Regions from separate parts of the Zea mays genome. Here region 1 is linked to region 2. A link is a contact called in public Hi-C data. All regions are on one chromosome and are shown on one strand. Each heading gives the region's core, a stretch centred on a gene start, on an enhancer-like site or on the middle of the called end of the contact. The rest is flanking DNA. Distances are from core to core; before and after follow the strand shown.

Region 1 (6,384 bases), core at 976-3,475, 83 kb before region 2:
CATCACCTGTTCCTAGCCCAAGTCCCGATTTAAGTACTTCCATCCTTAGTATTGTTTGTGTTCCTAAGGATGAAAATAGCATTATAGGGAACTTTGCAGTAAGATCCCACCATGCTCCCAATGAAAATATTCTTGCAGGTAGAGACCATCCTTCCTCAGGATAAACCCGAGCTAGGCATAAGTGCAAAGGACAAACTCTATCTGCTTAAAAGCAGGGCTAAGCATTTTTTTGTAAATCATATTTTGATACTTCACCAGAAGTATCTATAAAAGGAATGGATTTCAAGGTAGCCAATGCATCAAAGGGTTTCCAAGCAACTCCTATAAACCTAATGCACCTTCACTAGACTTAAAGTGTGTAAAAATAATTTAAAAACACAGAGAAGGGGTTGAATGCACCGGGGCTTGCCTTATTGCAGTGAAGAGGTTCTAGATCTTCTACCCAATAACCAGTTAGATAGCTCCATCCACTTGATGAACAGGCACTGGAGCAAACTTCTCTTCCACGACCACTTCATCTTTAATTTACACTCCTTCTGCTGGGAGCTCTACATGAAATGATATGAACATGAATGCTTATGCTTCTTGCAAATAAAATACTATAAAACATCACAAGACTATACTTTCTCTCAAAGGTGTAACCAAACACAAAACAAAGGATTTACTAGCACAAAGACTCTAAATACTCTAATAACATAACCAAACTCTTCAACCATGCAAGGGACCATGTATCTATATCCAAGTATTCCACCAATACCTTAAGCAAGGATCTAACTCTCTAACATTGAACCCTACAAGCTATGGCTATCAAGAGACTAGAACACACAAAGCCCCAAAGTAAGGAGAAAAACACTGGACCATAGTGATAGTAACTGAAGCTGGTCTGCATTGCACATGTCTGACAGAGCTAGTTAGGACACCATAAACTTCCAAATTTATATAGTACCAAGCCAAGCTTCCACAAGTAAACTTGCTTACTAATACTTGGTCTCCAATTTTGCTACACAAAATATATCTCCTAACTGCACAGAACAACACCAAGGAAACTCCAATGTTGAGCCAACATACTGAAATGTCCAATTTCAGATGTCTGGAATAGCCTAACATCAACCTGACAGCCTAACTTTGAGCAAGATTTACACCTAGTTTTGTATAGCTCTAAGGTCAAATAGCTTAATCAAGTTTGTGCTCCTAGAACAGATATACAAGGTTGCTATAATGACCAACAACTAAAGACTCATGGATTCAATGCTATAATGCTTCAAAGCTGACACCATTCATTGCAACCAGTTTCAGTTAACTGAAACAGACACCCATTAAGTCTGTCGCAAGGATTTGTAACCTCATTTACTCTAATTTTCACATAAGAACAAATCCAACACTTTATATGAAACTTGTTCTCCTTCAAATGTTCTTTTACTGTGCTATAAGATTCTTAGTCCAAAACCTTGTGGACTGATCACAAAGTTGCTCCAAACTGGGCACCAAATACTAAAATTTCAGTTGGAGTTAACTGAATTCAGTTTAGAGAAAAATAAGCCTGACAGCACACCTTTAGGCACTAATTATTCCCAGCTCTAAGTAGTGTCAAGGGCATAATCTTCACCAAACTTTACTACCCTAACACTGGTCTTCAAGTTTTCTATAGCAACTATAGTCTAAAACTACTCAGATTGGTCACAAAATACTTCCAAACTGAGCACCCAACGTTGCAATTTCAGGTTTCAGTTCTGAATAAAAATTGAGGCCAACAAACCTGACAGTCCAAGTTCTCGGTGGGTGCATGAAACTGCTTGGGGAAGACGCACGTTGGCTGGTCGACGATGAAACTAAACACGGCGATGATTTGCGGTGGCGCGACTACATTCTGGCTACTGTGAGGTGAAGGGGCTGGTGGCCAAGGTCACTACACAGGAGGACGATGTCGAGCATCTGTCTTGAACAAAGCAACTGGGCGACATGAGTGGCTGAAGAAGTTAACACAGGTATAGAAGAATGGTAAGGCACAGTGAGCAGGTCATGGAAGCTACGAGAGCACCACAAGGTTCAGTTCTAGGCTTCAACTGTCATGGCAAGACATTACAAGCAATGGGCTATTCGTGGCTTTAATAGGACTTATCACATGGGAAAACAAAACTAATATGCTCCACCTCCCTACTGCATGACCACCACGCAAGGGCAAGGCACAGTGGAACAGCAGTGGTGGCCAAAACGCCCAGGGACAGCACACCACCAAGCAGACAGACAGCTAACACATAGGATAGAGTTCACATCTCCAATCCTATCCTTGGGGTGATAAGGCTGTGCCAAGTTACCTGCCCCCAGCACAGTTCTTTCTTATCCTCAGTTTCCCCTAGAAGTAGATGGAGTCCGTAGTGGCCAGTGATATTTTCTTCAGATATTTTTACTCCACCCTGAACTGCTACTGCTCGACAGCCCATCCAGATTCTTCCCCTCTGTCCACTGCTCCACAACAGTCCGAATTTGGATATTTCCGGTGGGGAGAGAAGCCACTAGCACCTAGGCTAAGCCTTATCTCTATTTAAAACTACAAGTGCAATCACAGGGAGACGAGATTCTTCTTCAATTTTCCCCAATTCAGACTCTGGTTCGCTGAAACAGCACTCATTTCTCCATTGCACCCTCCCTGTTCAGGCCCTCTGATCTCCCAATTCTTCGCAGCAACAGACCACTCTTCCTTAACCAAAATTATTCTCTAAACATAGTTCTATCAGGTTGCTTCAACAATCCCATGTCGAAATTACCCAGAACAGAAACTGCATAGGCTCAAAATGAACCCAGCTCCCTGAATATTTGTTTCAGTTAACTCAAACAACCCATAGACAGCCTGACAGAGGAGATATGGGTGCATTTTACTCCAAAGTTTATACAACACCATGTCCATCTCACTTTAGGATACTTGTTCCTCATCACATGGTCTCCAACTTTGTTATATAGTTCCTAGTCTAAAACCCGATGGAATGGTCACAAAAGTGTTCCCAAACTGACACCACACACTGCAAATTCAGTTTTCAAGCAGCTGGATGAAATTCAGTCTCTGCAACTGAGAGTCCATTTTTGGGCAGTCTTTACACCACTTTGTGTGTGGGTTCAAGCCCAACTCACTTAAAGGAAGTTGTTCTATAACAAATGGTCTTCAAACTTGCTACAGAAACTTCGGTTTAAAACCACCTAGAACAGGCACTACACAGCTCCAAAACTGCACTAAAAATATTGATTTCAGACTTTCAGTTCTGAATAAACTAAGTCACCAACCACCTGACAGTCAAATTTTGAGCAGCTGTTACTCCAATTTTCGTATAGGATCATGTCCATCACCTTTAAAGAAGTTGTTCACCAATATATGGTCTTCAATTCCTCTACAAGCATCATACTCTAGACCCTACTTAATTAATCACAAATGATCTCTAAACTAGGCATCCTGCTGTAATTTCAGTTCTCAAAACTGAACTAAGTTCAGTTGAAACACTGTCTGCCAGTCCAACTTTGAACAAGTTTTTCTCCATTTTCTGTGTGGAATCAAGTCAAAGCCACTTTAGTAGATTTGTTCCCTATCATATGGTATTTACTTCCTTTATAAACATCACAGCCCAAAACCCTCTAGATCATCCACAAACAGGCTCTAAAACAGATATCAAAACACAGAAATCTGATTTCAGACACTGTTCACAATCTGAAATTCAAAAGCCTGACAGCCTCACTTTGGATCACCTTTTTCTCCTAGTTGTATATAGTTCCAGGGCTGTGAAACTTAATAACAGTTGTTCTCTTATACTTATTCTACAAGTTTTCTATAGTGGTCATTAACCAAAACCTCTTGGATTCCAAACTACAATAGCTCAAAGTTTGCTCCAATTGCTGAAATTCAGACTCTGAATTCTACCAAGTCTGAAATCCAGAAACTCTGTTAGCTCTATTTGGATTAGTTTTTCTCCATGTTCCATATAGATTTAGGGCTCGGCGACTCAACCAAACTTATACTCCTCATGTAGCTCTATAACTTTGTTATAATGACCATCTTCAAAATGGTTCTAGATCAGAAGTTACAAGGGTTCAAAGTTGACTAGTTTATATTATTTTCAGGAATTCCAAAATGAACCCAAAACTGAATTTTTGTGAATTACTCCAATTTTCTCTATAAAACTTGGAAATCTCCAAATAAGAAATTTATTCACTTTTACAAGCTCTACAACTTTGGTATATGAACTTCTAACCAATTCTTACTGAATTTTGAATTCCACTTTTGGGCTAGTTTAGGGTTTCAAATGTGACTTCTTCTCATCTAGTGATTTACCAACTCAATCCATACTCCTAAAAGCCAAGTGACTCTCCTTAATCTCAAATCCAACTCTAGTATATCAAGCTCATGTCCAAAGTGTCCTTGGTCTAGAATTTGCTTTATTACTTAACCATCTCTTCCAAGCAAAGCTCAAGTTAAGGTTTGGAGTTATTCCAGCTCCTTAGTGCTTCTTCCACTTGACCTATCTTTGGAAACAAGGTTGCTATAGACTCTAGGACTTGCCTTTAGCACTCAAAGACTCCAAGTCAAATTGTTACTTGCTCAAGGGATGACCTACTCCTGATAAGCTTAGGTCCTTAACTAAGTCCTCTACTCTACACAGCATCACCTTATTGTAAAATTTTGGTCTAGTGAATGCATTTTAGGTGTAACAAGCAAGTTAATGCAAATGCTTATGATGACATGTCAGATTTTTAGTTCACGTAACACCAGAGGTGTTACACAAGATGTTCATCACAGGCATCAAAATTCTTACATCTATTACAAATAACAACATGCTCTACACATGAACTAGTTTAGTTAACTTCCTCTAGATTAACTTTTAATTCATCATATAACTTCTTTAAACTAGAGACAAATTCATGGTAAACAGATAACTCAGAAGATAGCATTTCATTTCTCTTAATTTCTAAAGCAAGAGATTTTTGAATACTAACAAACTTGTCATGTTCCTCATATAATATGTCCTCTTGCTTTTCTAGCAATCTATCCTTTTCATTTAGAGCATCAAATAATTCATTAATTTTGTCTACCTTTTGCTGTATCTAGTCCTTTAAACAAGTCAGTGTAATCTACTTCATCATTGGAAGAATCCTCATCACTAGAAGAAGAGTACTTAGGGGAATCTCGAATACGTACCTTCTTCTCCTTAGCCATGAGGCAAGTATCGCGTTCGATGGGGAAGAGCGAAGACTTGTCGAAGGCTAGGGCAGCAAATCCTTCATCGTCGGAGTCGGATGAAGAGTAGTCAGAATCCCATTCCTTTCCAAGGTGCGCCTCGCCCTTCGCCTTCTTGTAGACCTTCTTCTTCTCCCTCTTCCCGTGCTTTTCTTGTCCCTGGTCATTATCATTATCGGGGCACTGTGCTATGAAGTGACCAGTCTTACCGCATTTGAAGTAGGAGCGCTTTCCCCTTGTTTTATTCTTGTTGGGGTATTCCTTGCGTCCTTTCAAGGCGGTTTTGAAGCGCTTGATGATGAGCACCATTTCGTCCTCGTTGAGCCCGGCAGCCTCCACTTGTGCTACCTTGCTCGGTAGTGTCTCCCTGCTGCTCGTTGCTTTGAGAGCAACAGGCTGCAGCTCGTAGATGGGTAGTGGACCATTTAGCGCATCGTCCACGTATCGCGCCTCCTTCACCATCATGCGCCCGCTCACAAATTTTCCAAGGATCTCCTCGGGCGTCATCTTGGTGTACCTGGGGTTTTCACGAATAAGATTGACAAGATGAGGGTCAATTACAGTGAATGACCTTAGCATGAGTCGGACGACATCATGATCCGTCCATCTTGTGCTTCCATAGCTTCGGATCTTGTTGACCAGAGTCTTGAGCCTGTTGTAGGTCTGAGTTGGCTCCTCTCCCCTGATCATTGCGAACCTCCCCAGCTCGCCTTCCACTAATTCCATCTTTGTGATCATAGTGGTGTCGTTTCCCTTATGAGATATCTTGAGGGTGTCCCAGATTTGCTTAGCGTTGTCCAAGCCACTCACTTTATTATATTCATCCCTGCAAAGTGAAGCTAGCAAGATAGTAGTGGCTTGGGCATTCTTATAAATTTGTTCATTAATGATCACATGATTATCAGTGCTATCGAAATGCATCCCATTTTCTACAATTTCCCATATGCTAGGATGGAGAGAAAATAAATGACTACACATTTTATGACTCCAAAATGAATAGTCCTCTCCATCAAAGTGTGGAGGTTTTCCGAGGGGAATTGAAAGTAAATGCGCATTTGAATTGTAGGGAATGCGAGAGTAATCAAACGAATAATTTTGATTGACCACCTTTTTCTTTGACGAGGAGTCGTCGTCATCGTCGTCCCTTGGTGAAAAGAAAGACGCAT
Region 2 (5,923 bases), core at 2,143-4,642:
AGACGTTGAGGTGGATCTCTAGTAGTCACAGGACTTCGACGAGTTCGTGGATTAGGCTAGCGACCTCCCCCAGTCAGCTGTCTGTGGTGGGTTTATTCACGTTGGCTTCGTTTCTATTATGTTCTCTTTGATTTATATAATGTAAATGAATCTAGTTAGTAATATTATTACTTACTCTTTATTGTTATTCGAAGCATTGTGCTATGATGAGTCATTTATGTAGTCGTTATGTACGTGAGTTCTGATCCTAGCACGTACATGGTTCGCATTCGGTTTGCGTTATGAAACCGAGTGTGACATAAGTGGTATCAAAACCTTGCTGACTGTAGGACCTCTAGCCTAGAGTAGCATTGGCTGTTTTAAGGACTTATTGACTGTTACTTCACCTCATCCTTGATGACGCTTCAAAATATTAGTCACATCGACTAATTATATGTTGTGCTCCTATATATCACCTTTCCAAAAGTATTTTATTCTAGTATGGTCTATACTTTTCTCAATCTATTAGATCCGATCTCACTCTTGTGCTTGCGACATCTTTGTAAGTGCCCCTTGACAATTACCTTCTAGTCTCTTGGGATTCGTCCCTCTTCCGTCATCAAATCGCTACCAATTGACAATCTATATTCCCTTGGTATTGACATACTCGTATCCCTAGATTCCTCAATTCTCTTGTCTCAAATACTTACCTCTGAAAACTTTGTTGCCTATTTAAACATTCCGGTTTATATGTTCACAACCTTCTTGTCTTTTGAGACCTTTTCCTATTCTGTTGTTAAGTCATTATCTTTCGACAATTTCTATTCCCTTGGTCTTAGGATGCTCGTATCCTTGGAATCTTGTATACTCCTATATCTTTATATATGCTTACCTTCATACCCTAATGTCTGTTTAAGACATTTTAATTAACATTCCCTTGATCACCCTTGTTTCTTAATGATCCATGAGCGATCATTTTATTTCGCACATCCTTAGTGATCTCGTTGTTTCCTTATAACTTCCCTCGGTAATGAATTTTTACCTCAACCATCCTGTTGGAACCTTACCTATCTTACCGTCGATTGTTTTCACCACTTCACCATTTCACGAGTCTTGCCTTAACTCTATCCATAGTTACGCTTTTCATTATTACCATCTTTACCCTAGTCACCTCTATATCTTTCCTTGATGTTTTATCTTATACATGCCCTTTCAAATCTCATCTCTTCCATCTCAATCTTAGAGTTGCATTTTACATATTTTCCCTTGGTCGTACCCCCTTCTTCGTCACTTGCGAGTTTTAAACTCCAGTCTTTGTTGTGCTTTTGTTTGCTATCTCCTTTACTTTTCTCATCTCTCGATTTTACCTTGGTGATTACATTATGTTTGTTATCTAAAATCTCCAATCTCTCATCTCAGTTCGAGAGTGGTGTTTTACTTCTCCCGCCTTTGGTCGTAACCTCATCTTTGCCACGTGCCAGTCTGGCCTTAGCTCCATTCTTTATTGTACTCATGCCCTTGGTTCTCCTGCACATTTATCTCTTACACTGCTGTCTATTATCGCCTTTAACCTTTGTAATATCTATATCTTTACCTTAACGCTTACTTTGAACCTAACTTTTAAAGCCTTCTCTTTTCCATCCTAGTTCAAGAGTGGTGCTTTACCTATCTCTTTCGTTGTGTATGTGAGTTCTAATCCTGGCACGTACATGGTTCGCATTTGGTTTGCGTTCTGAAACCGGGTGTGACATTGTCTTACAGAAAGCACTAACAAAAGCACAAATCTGGTCTATAAGCGATAGGAAGTACACCGTTGGCTTACAAGCTCTTATATGTTTACTAAAAGACATTATGAAGTAGAAATATGTCACTTTGTCAGCACTATAAAGTATGAGTATTTAAGGCTTTTTCTTAATTTGTATGAAACATGAAACATAACTAAATGTCATATACAATAATGTCATGTTTGGTTGGCATGTTCGCGGGTGCCAGGCTCGCGGCGGCCTGGCGGCTAGGGAAGCTCTCTCCCCACATCTCCACGCGCGCAAGCAGACACATGAAAAAACACCCAAGTTGCATCTACACGCGCAGGCTGGCATCCAAGCGTTCAGGTAACCAATCACCGGTTTGCATGCGGTCAACGCACGACATGAGCTTGGACGGGGCGAGCACGACAACCAATCACGCCCTAAGTTTCTCCTAACATCCTGTATTATCTAAGCCAATAGCTTTGTGTTCAAGCTTGTATGCAAAGAAGCGACTATTGTTCTTGGCCTATATAGTTCATTAAGTGTTATTTGAAGTGTGCCTTTGGACTCCATTAAGTTAATTAGATCAACCTAGATAATGTAACATATCACCATTTTTTGTTGTGTTGAATCTGGATGACACATGTCTTCTTGTTTTGCATAGTCGGACATCACATGTTTTTTGTGTGGAAAAAACGGTTAAACATCTCAATTATGTTTTTTCTAGAAAAAGGGTTAAACATCTCAGTTATGATAACATAGAGTACATTGCAACTTAACAATGACATCTTTATGGTTAGTATTGTTTTATTTAAATAAAATTTATTTATGTGATATATAGAAACTATAACAACACATGAGTACTTAACTAATAGTTTTATAATTAGATTATATTTAATATTTTTAACCAGCATCAAATGTTCGATATAACAGGAATTAAAATTTAGTTTGTTAAACTAAACATTGCCTTAGCTTTGGAGGAACGCAAAAAGGTCCAAATAGAAACTCGAAGCCACCACCCGAGTCCCGAAAACTAGGGATGGCAACGGGGAAATCCCCGTCGGGTTTTGGCTCTCTATACTCGTCCCCACGACAATTTTTTTTCCCGTGGGGATCCCACGAACTCTTGCGGGGGGTATTTCTTCCCTATCCCCGTTCCCCGCGGGGATAAATCCCCATCCCCACTTAAATTATAATTATGACATACTTTTTTTATTATTAATACAAAACATTGTCACTTATACATATTGTTAGATGTTAGTACTCATTATGTGCACATCAAAATAAATATATTTGTATAACGAGTTATATCTTAATAATGTGATTATTTATTTTTATCATGATATATTACAGGAAAACATTATCATATATAAGTTTAACGGGTCCCCGCGGGGAACGGGGAATGTTTTTCCATCTCCGTCCCCGTTTACCCATCAGGAGAGGATTTTTTCCCGTTTACATCCCGCGAGGGGAGAACCTTCCCCATACCCATCCCCTAATAGAGAAATTCCTTAGGGCTTGTTCGGTTACACCAATCCATAAGAGATTTGAGAGAATTCCCTCCGAAGATTGAAGAGATTTAAATCCCTTCCTAGTTATTTTTGACTAAGAGAGGATTTAATGTCCTCTAATCTCTTTCTGGATTGGTCACGGGAATGGGGGATCGGCGCCATTGCCGTCTCTACCGAAAATCCAGACAAAGCACGAGCTACGCACGCCCCCGCTGCCTCCTTTCTGCCGTCCCAACGCCGCCGGAGTCTGTCGCCACCGTCGCTGCTCTCCCGCCTTCACCGCGCCCAACTCTCGTCCTTGCCTCCCCTGCGCGCTTCAGCCGCTTCACTCCCCATCGTTTTCGCCTGGCCAGGTAGACCCTCCACCTTTCCTTTCCGTTACCCATTTTCTCGCTCAAGAGCCACGGCTCGATCCAGATCCAGCTTTCCTTTGACCGAGACCGCGCCTGCCTTACGCCTCCAGTAGGATTCTTCGCCGTCCTCGTCCCCACTGGGCGTCGCTGGGTCACGGCCAGTCTAAACTTTTGTTGGATAGCCTCTGCTACCGGCTTTAGGAATCATAACGCTATACCATAGAGGGCTAAGACTGTCTCCAGCAATATTCCTTAAATTTTATCCTCTCAAGGAATATTTATTACACACTCTAAAAGATCTCGTACTCTATATTTTCATAGTCTCCAGCAACATCTTATAAATTCGGTCCTCTACAGTTACAAATTTTACAATTTTCATTGGTCGCTTAAAAGCAGTTCATATGTTAAAATACACTACACAATACATATTGATTTTATGGCGAAAATAATATTATTACATATTTAAGAAAATAATGTACCGGACATTTGTATTATAATTTGTTTCTCAGTCGTATATGCAATAAAAAAATCCTTTCTATGCGTCCAAAAATGAACTAGGGACTAATTAAAATAATTACATTTTATAACCTATATTACTAACCGTGCTTCGATACACAAGAAGCTATCGGACCTTGTTTTCTAAAATAAAATCATATTGGACATAACATCGTTCATGTCTGCTGCTTCGTAGACATTTCGACGAGCACCAACCAGGCGGCCACGCTGCACGTGTTCTACCTGTTGTTCGGTCGCACTAGCCCGTGCTCGGACGGTGGCGGCGAGTACGACTTCGTCTGCTTTGTGGGAGGGAGCACCGGTGGGAACGATGACGAGGTCGTCGAGCTCATCGTCGCCGAGAGCTCCGATGACTTTGACGAGCTGTCAGGAGGTGGGCCGAGGGATGTCGTCTGGCTGTACGCGCTGGTGTGGCGGGAGAGGCTCCCGCCACTGGAGGCAGACGACTCCTCCGTCTTCACGACATCGCAAGTCACGAAAGGCTTCAAAGCTTCTGGGCAAGCGCGGGGGAGAACGGAGCGACGAGTCGTGGGATAGAACAGAGCGGCGAGTGACTTCCAAGCAAGCGCGAGAGTGAACAGGTAGGCGGCGACGCGATAACGAGTCCACCACATTTGGCGGACGACGAAGGCTCGCTACAATTTACCGGACGCTTTACTGGTTCTTGCTGGAGACGTAGCGTACACCTTCGTCCGCTATATTTAGCGTATAGAACATTTTAGCGCACTTTGCTGGAGAAAGCCTAAGAGGCAGGTCGTTGGATGCTAGCTGCCAACTGGCTATGCTCTGACATTGAGTTGAGGTTGATAGACTACACCAGTGATGTTAGGGATGGCAACAGATCATATTCAGACTGGATATTGCAAATATCCACCCACAATCATATCCGCGGTTGTAACCAATATCCGTCCGCGACCATACCCGCGGGTAGAAATTTATATCCATGCCCGTGCCCATCGGATTTCAGACGGGTTTCAGATATCCGCTAGATATGACAGACACAATTATTTTCGACAATTCAGTAGCATAATTAATTAAATTTCTTCCCAGTTCACCATCATACACAATTAAAAACTTAATAAAAGAATTATTATGGGTCTCCGGGCTGCGGCCAGGGGCACTAGAGCTTGGAAGGGACAGCCACCAGCTGTGTTGTGGCCTATGGAACTTGGAAGGGGGTTAAGATTAGAGCAAATGTCCCGGCAAATGTCCCGTTTGGCTAAAATGGACTAGCTGTATGTGTGGTTAAGATTAGAGCAATTGCTTTTAATTGGCCAGGTATTTATTACTAGTAGAGAGCCAAGTTTAGCAATAATCCAAGTTATTAACCCATATAGTACTCCCTTCAAGAGGAAATACCAAATACCATAAATATAATCATCATCATTAAGCATCATCATAAAGGTATCCAGAGTAATTCTAATCAAAGGAGCTTCTAAGGCTGCTCATAACCGTGAGCACGGCTGATATACCAGTTTCTAACCCTCTACAGAGGTTGCACACTTTCCCCACGAGTCGTGATCACTTTTTGCCTCAGGTCGATCAAACCCTCGAACACTAACAAGTTGAGTCGGCAAGGTTTCACTAAGTAGCCTTTACAAAGATTCCTTAGAGGTCATAGCCGCCCATTAGGTTTCTCCAGTTTGATAAACACAGTACCTCTCCCCACAGGAATGGGTGACTAACAAAAGCAACACGAAAGAACCTCGACACCCAGCCTCGGCAGAGCAAGTACTGTGCTCGGACCCTATTGACGACACGACGGCGAAGCCGACTACACCTCAAGTTTCTCTAATTAATCAGCTAAGGGCGTCCC

Evidence for each region. Hi-C and Micro-C count contacts between places; a contact is called where the count stands out from the background.
Region 1: a contact with region 2 is called in a Hi-C map of ear, with 1.7 times the contacts expected there. The contact joins the enhancer-like site here to the promoter of LOC100304325 in region 2. A contact is called at or near these places in 5 of 25 Hi-C or Micro-C datasets (ear, leaf, root tip and 1 more).

The regions. Positions count from the first base shown.
Region 1 is chr8:84,120,827-84,127,210 of Zm-B73-REFERENCE-NAM-5.0, reverse strand. No RefSeq gene overlaps it. Among protein-coding and RNA genes, the nearest start is that of LOC109941811, 17 kb to the right of the region's middle. Within about 2 kb of position 2,225, at least 4 of the 20 cell types and tissues checked have an H3K27ac peak or open chromatin away from gene starts, as enhancers often do. A contact at or near this core is called in ear and root tip, where this site is marked.
Region 2 is chr8:84,039,742-84,045,664 of Zm-B73-REFERENCE-NAM-5.0, reverse strand. LOC100304325 (OSJNBa0059D20.8-like protein) reads left to right here and starts at 3,392. Exons shown (of 6, transcript NM_001165766.1): 1 at 3,392-3,591.